Regions from separate parts of the Zea mays genome. Here region 1 is linked to region 2. The links are chromatin contacts, called in public Hi-C maps. All regions are on one chromosome and are shown on one strand. Each heading gives the region's core, a stretch centred on a gene start, on an enhancer-like site or on the middle of the called end of the contact. The rest is flanking DNA. Distances are from core to core; before and after follow the strand shown.

Region 1 (3,675 bases), core at 562-3,061, 200 kb after region 2:
ACTGGTTCCACCCTAAAATTCATCCGGAGTCAACAGGAATCGTCGAAACAAGTCAGCGTTCAGATTCTGTTTTGGTGCTGCGACATCGCCTGTTGGGCCGTGTATCGCGTCGGAGCCCATTAGGGGCGAGTCTAGAGGTCACGCACGCACTAATACTCTATTTATTCAGCAGTCGCCGCCATATTTAGGTTTGAGTTTTGCTTAGATCAATTTTGTCATCAAACAATATCGCTGTCATCGGTTTGTGAGACCCCATCCCGTAATCAATACAATTTTGGTTGCGTTTCTTTCCTGTTCTTGCTTGTGTTTTTTATTACGCTTGCAGGGATAAGCCTTCGTGGTGAGGTCATTCGTGTGTCACGGGTGATAACCAACGGAGCCGTGGTGTAGTGATTGCGAGGAACCGTTCGCTCGTAGCCTTGGATCATCAACGTCGAGATCTCCACTCAATCGAGTTATCGTATCTCACTGAAGATCGGGCCGCGTCTACTATCATATGTGCTATATTTCGGGGTATGAGTTCGAGTTCGGTTCCTAACCTTTAAAACCCGAATAGACCGAATAACCCGAGATATTAAAAAGCTCTTAATATGTAATGTTATTATTATATGATTTATGAACTTATTAGCTAAAAATAATGATATCATCTTAAAGATAGTATATATATCTTTGTATGCTAATTTTTATAGTCACTTGTTGTAATAATAGTACTTTTAATTAATTATTCGTTATATATATTTTAACAAAACATACTAATCTCTCTACAATTTGGGTCGATTCGGTGGACCGAATAGACCGAACCGAAATTGTGAGTCTATTCAGGTTTGATTTCTATTTTTTTTTGAAAATTTCGGTTTTCATTTTTCACAACCCGAAATTTCACAAACCCGAATAGACCGAACCAAATTACCCGACCGAATGACCAGCCCTAATCTAGACAATGCCAGTTTACCAATGGAGAAATAATGCACGCTGTTTCACGTACTCTCTCAAGTTTAGGGTAGCCTTTTATTGCAAATACCTTACTCCCATGGTTTCCCTGTGAAAAGCTTTTAGATAACATGTTACAATAATGAAAAAAGCTTTTGCACCTTCGCTAAAAGGTTACCATGAACACTCTCTGTATCACTGTTTTTGAATCGGTCGAATATTTGAGTTTCCCTTTGCTCAGCAATGCTCTGAAAGAAATGTTTCAGATACTCCATCTGTTCTAATTTATAGTTCGTTTGACGGGTTCGTCTTATTAAAAAAATTCATAATAATTATTATTTTTTACTATGATATCGTCTACTCTATAATATAATTAAAGCCTAGCTTTAAATTTTTTTTGCAAAAAAATGAATAAAATGAGATGGTCAAACTTTGTAAAAAATCAAACGAATTATAAATTAGAACAGAAGGAGTATTACATAAAAGCTTGTGCGTTTTCCACAGTGATTTTGAGCGACCTTATTGATCTTATCTGAAAGATACTCATCCGTCGCGCTCATCTTTTGCTGGTTGAACCAAAGAGCCCACTAATGGAAAAAAACAACACGCAAATTCTTGTTCCAGAACATTTCCAAAACATATATCACAAGTCCAAATCCTAAAGCAGAAACAAGCCAATTTCTGAGATGTTTTATCTTATACCACAAAACAAAATAATGAAATTCCATCAGAAAAAGCTTCAGTAAACGTGTACCGGGCCGAAACGTCCCGAGCCCATGGGCGAAGCCCAACAAGCGGCCCAGCACGAAACGTCGGAGCCCTAGCGAAAATCCTCAGCGCCGCCGCGCACTATAAGTAGCGCCTCCAAACCCTAGGCTGCTACGCGCTTCCTCTCGCCCTCGCTCCTCCGCCGCCGCCGCCGCCGCATCAAGCCCCCGCCCCGCCGTCGCCTGAGGTAGACACCAATCCGCCGCCATGGGGCGTATGCACAGCCGCGGGTAACCCTCCCGTCCTCGTCCTCGTAACACTGGTGCTATTGCTTCTAGTGTGGTGAATCTGTGTGCTGATGGCGGCTGCGTGGCTCCGTGACGCAGGAAGGGTATCTCATCGTCGGCGCTTCCCTACAAGAGGACGCCTCCTACCTGGCTCAAGACCGCTGCCTCCGACGTGAGAGCCTTCTCCTCTCCTTCGACTCCATTGCATTCGGCCGTCGTCTGGTTCCGCTATTGTTGGGATTGCGGATTTGGTTCGCTGACGTGTGTTCATCGCCTGGTAGGTGGAGGAGATGATCACAAAGGCAGCGAAGAAGGGACAGATGCCGTCGCAGATCGGCGTCCTGCTCCGTGACCAGCACGGTATCCCCCTTGTCAAGAGCGTCACCGGCAGCAAGATCCTCCGCATCCTCAAGGCCCATGGTGAGAACTACATCCCTATCGCTCGATTCACATGTTGCCAGTGGCGAAGCCTGAGGTACAGTGAGTGTGAGGCTGGCAAATCTAAACCTTCATCAGGAAAATATACCAAGATACGGAAGCATCCTTTATAGAATTGCAAAACCAGGAGGGGTCATGGCCCTAATGAAGCTCCACCTCGGCTTGTCGGTATTTTGTGATTTGTACTGTAATCATGTTTCATGTGCACGTGTAGGGCTGGCACCAGAAATCCCCGAGGACCTGTACTTCCTCATCAAGAAGGCGGTGGCGATAAGGAAGCACCTTGAGAGGAACAGGAAGGACAAAGACTCTAAATTCAGGCTCATTCTTGTGGAGAGCAGGATCCACCGCCTTGCCCGCTACTACAAGCGCACAAAGAAGCTTCCACCCACCTGGAAGTAGTAAGTCAACCAGAACCCATTCCTTGCCTCAACCATGGAGTTGCGAACTGTCAGTTATCTTGGTGATTTGTATCATGTGTTTGATGTGAGAGTCAATGTGCACCAATACTACATAGGAGCTGTTCTAGACACATTAGTTGTGTGTGGTATGCTTTTATTCTAATCAACTGAAGCTAGATATGCATATCATGGGCTCTGTTGTATCTACAAGGGCGGAGGTTTAGGCAATCGTGTTTACTATTTCACTGTTGTTCTGATTGTAGTCTTTGTGAGCACCAGATAAATTGTCAAAATACATACTATTTGACTTTAATGCTAGCTTAGACATGTTGAAGTGTGCTTATGTGTTAGTGGGGATTGACACATTTTTGTTGTCTATTACACTGGTACACTGCTTGTATTCATTCTGAATACTTAACATTAGTGGGGACTGACACAGTTTTGCTGTCTATTACACCGGTACACTGCTTGTATTCATTCTGAATACTTAACATCGACAAAGTACAATTGACTTTCCTTAAAATACTATTAGCAGGTAGTGTCCTTGTCCCTGGAATATAACATGTGTTGATGAGGGTTTGTTGTAAAATCATTAGTGGTATGATGTATACAAGTACAGATGTTGAGTTGAGTAAAGATTACTGGTTTTGCAGAGCTACATTTGTATTAACTTGGACTAAACTGTAAACTTAGACTGTGAGGCTAAATTTGCTATGCTCTGTGAATAGAGTGAAACATCCCATTCTGATTAATTCAGTTATCGAACTGTTATTTACTAAATATTGATTACACACATACTGCACCTCAACTGTTGTCTGTTTGAATTTTAATTGCTTTTGGATCTTGTTGCATATATGACTGACCTTGTTTCCTTGTTTTTGTGCAGTGAGTCAACCACAGCGAGCACTCTG
Region 2 (4,096 bases), core at 220-2,719:
CCTGATGGCAGAAACTTATAAGGTTTAGGTGTTACTGGCAAAATATCCCCATTGTGCCAGAATGACAGACTATAACGATGTATCTGATCGATGAAAAATCCCTCATGGATTACGATCTTAGATGGACTTTTGTGACACCATCATAGATGTTGCAATGGATGAACGCCTCGAGCGATGTGTCATATTTAGAATATGTACTATTGCAACTATATTATCCCCTAAGTCCTATTGAAGGACATGTTATTGGCTTTGCACAACTATGTATAAATTGTGGTGTAAGATAGAAAATGATAGCACCCCAACCTCATCCATTCTCGTTATTCCAGATGAACAATGAGATATATATCTTGAAGAATATGCTTGAATTATGAGGGATAACGACTTTAACAGATGTCATCGTCAGGGGGAGCGAATGCTTATATTGATCACAACCGTGAGACAATAATTGTCATATTCTATGCCCTGAAGGCGTGAGCTTGATGATCAATATGTGAACCTTTATGGAACTTTCTATCATATATATAGATCTAGTCGATCGAACACCATCAATCAAAGTGGCTTATTTATATTGATACGTGCACTTACCTCGTATATCCTAGAAGTGAGTAGAGGTAAAGTTCCTGAAATAGTCCTTGCAAGGATATGCAATCCGTTTGCTAAATCTTTATGTGCATATACTTCTAGAAGAAGATGTTTTGCCTTATTGATATGGTTTTGCAAGGATCAGGGGGAGCATATTTCTAAAGTTAGCCCTTGTAGAAGATTCGATAGAATCTAGATCCCAAATGATCGAAATCTGTCCCGGTGACAGTTGTTGTACTCTTTTTCCCTTGGTGAGTTTTCTTGAAGTTTCTCACATGAGGTTTTTAACGAGGCAACAAAGTGCAAATGCAATTTGTATCACCATGCACTCTTTCTCCACATTTTTTCCACTGGGTTTTTCGGAGTTTTAACGAGGCATGTGTTGGTCGCGGTATTCGTCCAAGGGGGAGTGTTAAGTAACCCTAGTTAGGGTTATGTGGGCAAATACCGACTTTGCCCCTGATGGGTCTCACATCTCTATATAAGGAACCTGTACACCCCCTCATAATACAGAGATCAGAAAGAGGCCAGAGGCCCAACCATATATCCAGTGTCTCGTGTGTTTCCTCTGTCGTGCTTATGGGAAGGGAGACGGGTTCTCTACATCTTCTTGCGCCTCTACTGCTGGCGGGAGAGAAGGGAGCGGATCTGGTGATCCGTGGTAACGTAGTTCTCAACAGTCGCAACAGTGGAAACCAGAAGAAGAACCGGGCCGCATGGGCTTAGCCGTGAATGTAAGTAACCTGATCCACAAAGTGTGGGCCAATACATGCGGGTCTAGCATAACTGGGGCTCAATGGGCCGGCGCCCACTTCTAGCCTTCTGGAACTCTCCCTTCCGGTTCCTTCATCTCCGCCTCCACGGCTCCACCTCCACCGCTGCTCCACACGGGCACACCTTTGCCTCGCCCAACCGCTGCCTTGCTCGCGTTCGCCATTCCCCAGACCTTGAGAGCTACCGTCTGGTCCGATCGGACGGATCCCTTCGCGCGCCCCAGAGATTTCAGGTCTGTCTCTTTGATTTCCCCGGCCCCGTCTATGCGATTTGCCCCATGATTTCGGTTGCTTGTTCGTGCAAGTCTCGGTGATCTGCGCGACGTTTTTCTGTAGTGAGGGATCGTCCGTTTCGAGTCCGACGTGCCGAGCGACGCTGGGTCCGTCCGCTTCTCTGGCTCTGTGATCATTTCGATTTTGTTTTTTTTCGGGTAGAGAAAACCAACTGCGTACGGCTAGTGCTGTCCTTGCGGAAAGCAGAGGTTTGTCATGGTATCTGCTTGTCGTCTGATGCCCGAGGCACATACTGTGTGATTTCCTATGATGTCTGGGTGATGGCACTGGTAGTAGACTACTAGCGCATGTCGGGGGAATTACTTTATTTATGCGTGGTCGTAGGGTGTCCGAAGGCGATGTTGGATGCGTACGAAGTCATGTGTTCTCTGCTCTGCGTTTCACCGGCACTGGGTTGACGAGGGAGGGATAGTTTCGCCTGTCTAGCTTAGCTGCTGTATGGGCATTTTGGTGGTGGGGAAGAAAGCCTAAGTAATTGATCACTAAACATTGATAAACAGTACCAAAAATTACCGTATAGATAGACAGTGAAAATTACGTTGGGCAGCTTGCTCTTAATTAAGCTCCGCCTCCGGCTGTAGGTCTGCTTCCTCGAAATGGATAGCTGCCACTCTTCCAGCACTGGTTTACTGCAGATATGATATTGTAGAGTTAATGTCATTGCTGCCAATGAGTTTTTGGGCGCCATGTTTCATCCCCTAATTCATGAAGGTTGGTCTTGGGACAAGGAGTATCTGGACTCCAGTTGATTGTGTGATGTTGCAATTTTCAGTTATTAACACTATGGTTTGCTATATATTTACCTATTTGGACCATGCTGCCACTTGTCCATGTGAATTGATGATTTTTGAGCTGGAGCTCAGGCTGGAGTTATGCGACTGTTATCTTACTGTCTACACGACACACGATTGTTTAACACATGTTGCCTGTATTAGGTAAGGTGCTGTAACAGAAGATGCAAGGGGGAAGAGGTGGGAGGCAGGGCTTATTCGGTTTCGGGGACCCTTCTGGTGGTTCCGGTGGCTTTGGACAACCAGGGAGCCTTATGCCTGGTTTTTTTGGTGGCGCAAATCCCTTTGACGACCCTTTCTTCACAAACCCCTTTGGTAGCATGATGCAGACTAGTTTCTCAGCCCCTTTCAGCGGCATGATGCAACCTAGCTTCATGAACCCCTTCGGCAGCATGGTGCAACCTAGCTTGCTTGGACCAAGTATGTTTGCGCCCCATGGCAATCTCAATGGAGGCATGTTTGGAAGCCAGACACATCTCGGTCAAGGTATCAGCAATGGCAGTGGTTTCATTCAGCAGGCCCCTGAACCAAGCAGGCCTAAAGGGCCAATTATCAAGGAGTTATCTTCAGATGATGAGGATGATGTAGATGATGATGAAGAAGGCGAGAAGAAGAATGGTAACTTTAGGAAGCATCAAAGGGAAAGCAAAGAGCCATATGTGGAGGACCCAGATGATGAAGAAGGTCAGTTCATGTATCCTATTGGGCATCTTACTATTCATTGTTCATGTTTGCATTAAGCAATCATTTGAATTTACATTTACGGTGACAGGCTAACATGCTATTTTATTCTGTTTAGCAGAGTATATTTTTAGAATATCCTCTCAGTGTATGGTGTAAAGAATTCACATTACAAGTGGAGGCTACTAATGCATACACATTTTTTAGCAGATAATAAAAGACCTAAGCATGGACAATTTGGGAGGGAGTTCAGCAGAGTTAACACATCACGTCCACAGCCTCAGACATTTATGTTTCAGAGTTCAACTGTTACATATGGTGGTCCAAATGGAGCATGTTATACATCTTCAACAACTAGGAGGACTGGTGCAGATGGAGTAAGTATATCTCATGAATGCTATTTTTTTCATCTGTATATTTGTAGGATCCAAATGTGTAATGGTGATCATATTTGTTAATGCACTAGTTTACGCTGGAAGAAAATAAAGAGGCTGACACAACTACTGGTAAAGCCACTCACAGGATTTCACGTGGCATTGGCATTAAGGTATTGATATTCCTTGCAGATCTCTTGCTTTCTCTCATCCAATCGCACTGATGTTGTGATTGGAGCTACTTACTATCTGGGGTTGGCACGCTGCAGGGTCACTCGTTAACAAGAAATCTTAATTCTGATGGGCGTGTGAACACCCTTCAAACTTTACACAACTTGAATGAAGGTTTAGTTTTTTTTTTCATTCCTGGTGACTTATTGTTTTCCTTCCACCTTCTAAACCGATTCTGATGCTGTTTTCCCTTTTCCATTCAGATGAGCTTGGTGGATTTGAGGAATCATGGCAAAGAAATACCAGGGAGAATATGCCTGGCTGGGATCCTAGAATGAACATGCTTGGCAATGGTATAGCCTATAGCGCCGCCTCCCCTCTCTCTCTCTCTCTCTCTCATGCGTGCATGCACTCAAAACATTTCCTTTTT

Evidence for each region. A called contact is a pair of places that touch in the nucleus more often than the background predicts.
Region 1: a contact with region 2 is called in a Hi-C map of ear, with 2.8 times the contacts expected there. The contact joins the promoter of LOC542726 here to the promoter of LOC100276696 in region 2. A contact is called at or near these places in 3 of 25 Hi-C or Micro-C datasets (ear, endosperm and tassel).

Annotation. Positions count from the first base shown.
Region 1 is chr4:39,628,017-39,631,691 of Zm-B73-REFERENCE-NAM-5.0, forward strand. It overlaps LOC542726 (ribosomal protein13), which reads left to right and starts at 1,812. Exons shown (of 5, transcript NM_001112238.3): 1 at 1,812-1,928; 2 at 2,025-2,097; 3 at 2,207-2,345; 4 at 2,578-2,764; 5 at 3,651-3,675. The coding sequence starts at 1,906.
Region 2 is chr4:39,429,320-39,433,415 of Zm-B73-REFERENCE-NAM-5.0, forward strand. LOC100276696 reads left to right here and starts at 1,470. Exons shown (of 7, transcript NM_001150423.1): 1 at 1,470-1,588; 2 at 2,585-3,124; 3 at 3,332-3,498; 4 at 3,588-3,668; 5 at 3,765-3,840; 6 at 3,930-4,019. The coding sequence starts at 2,605.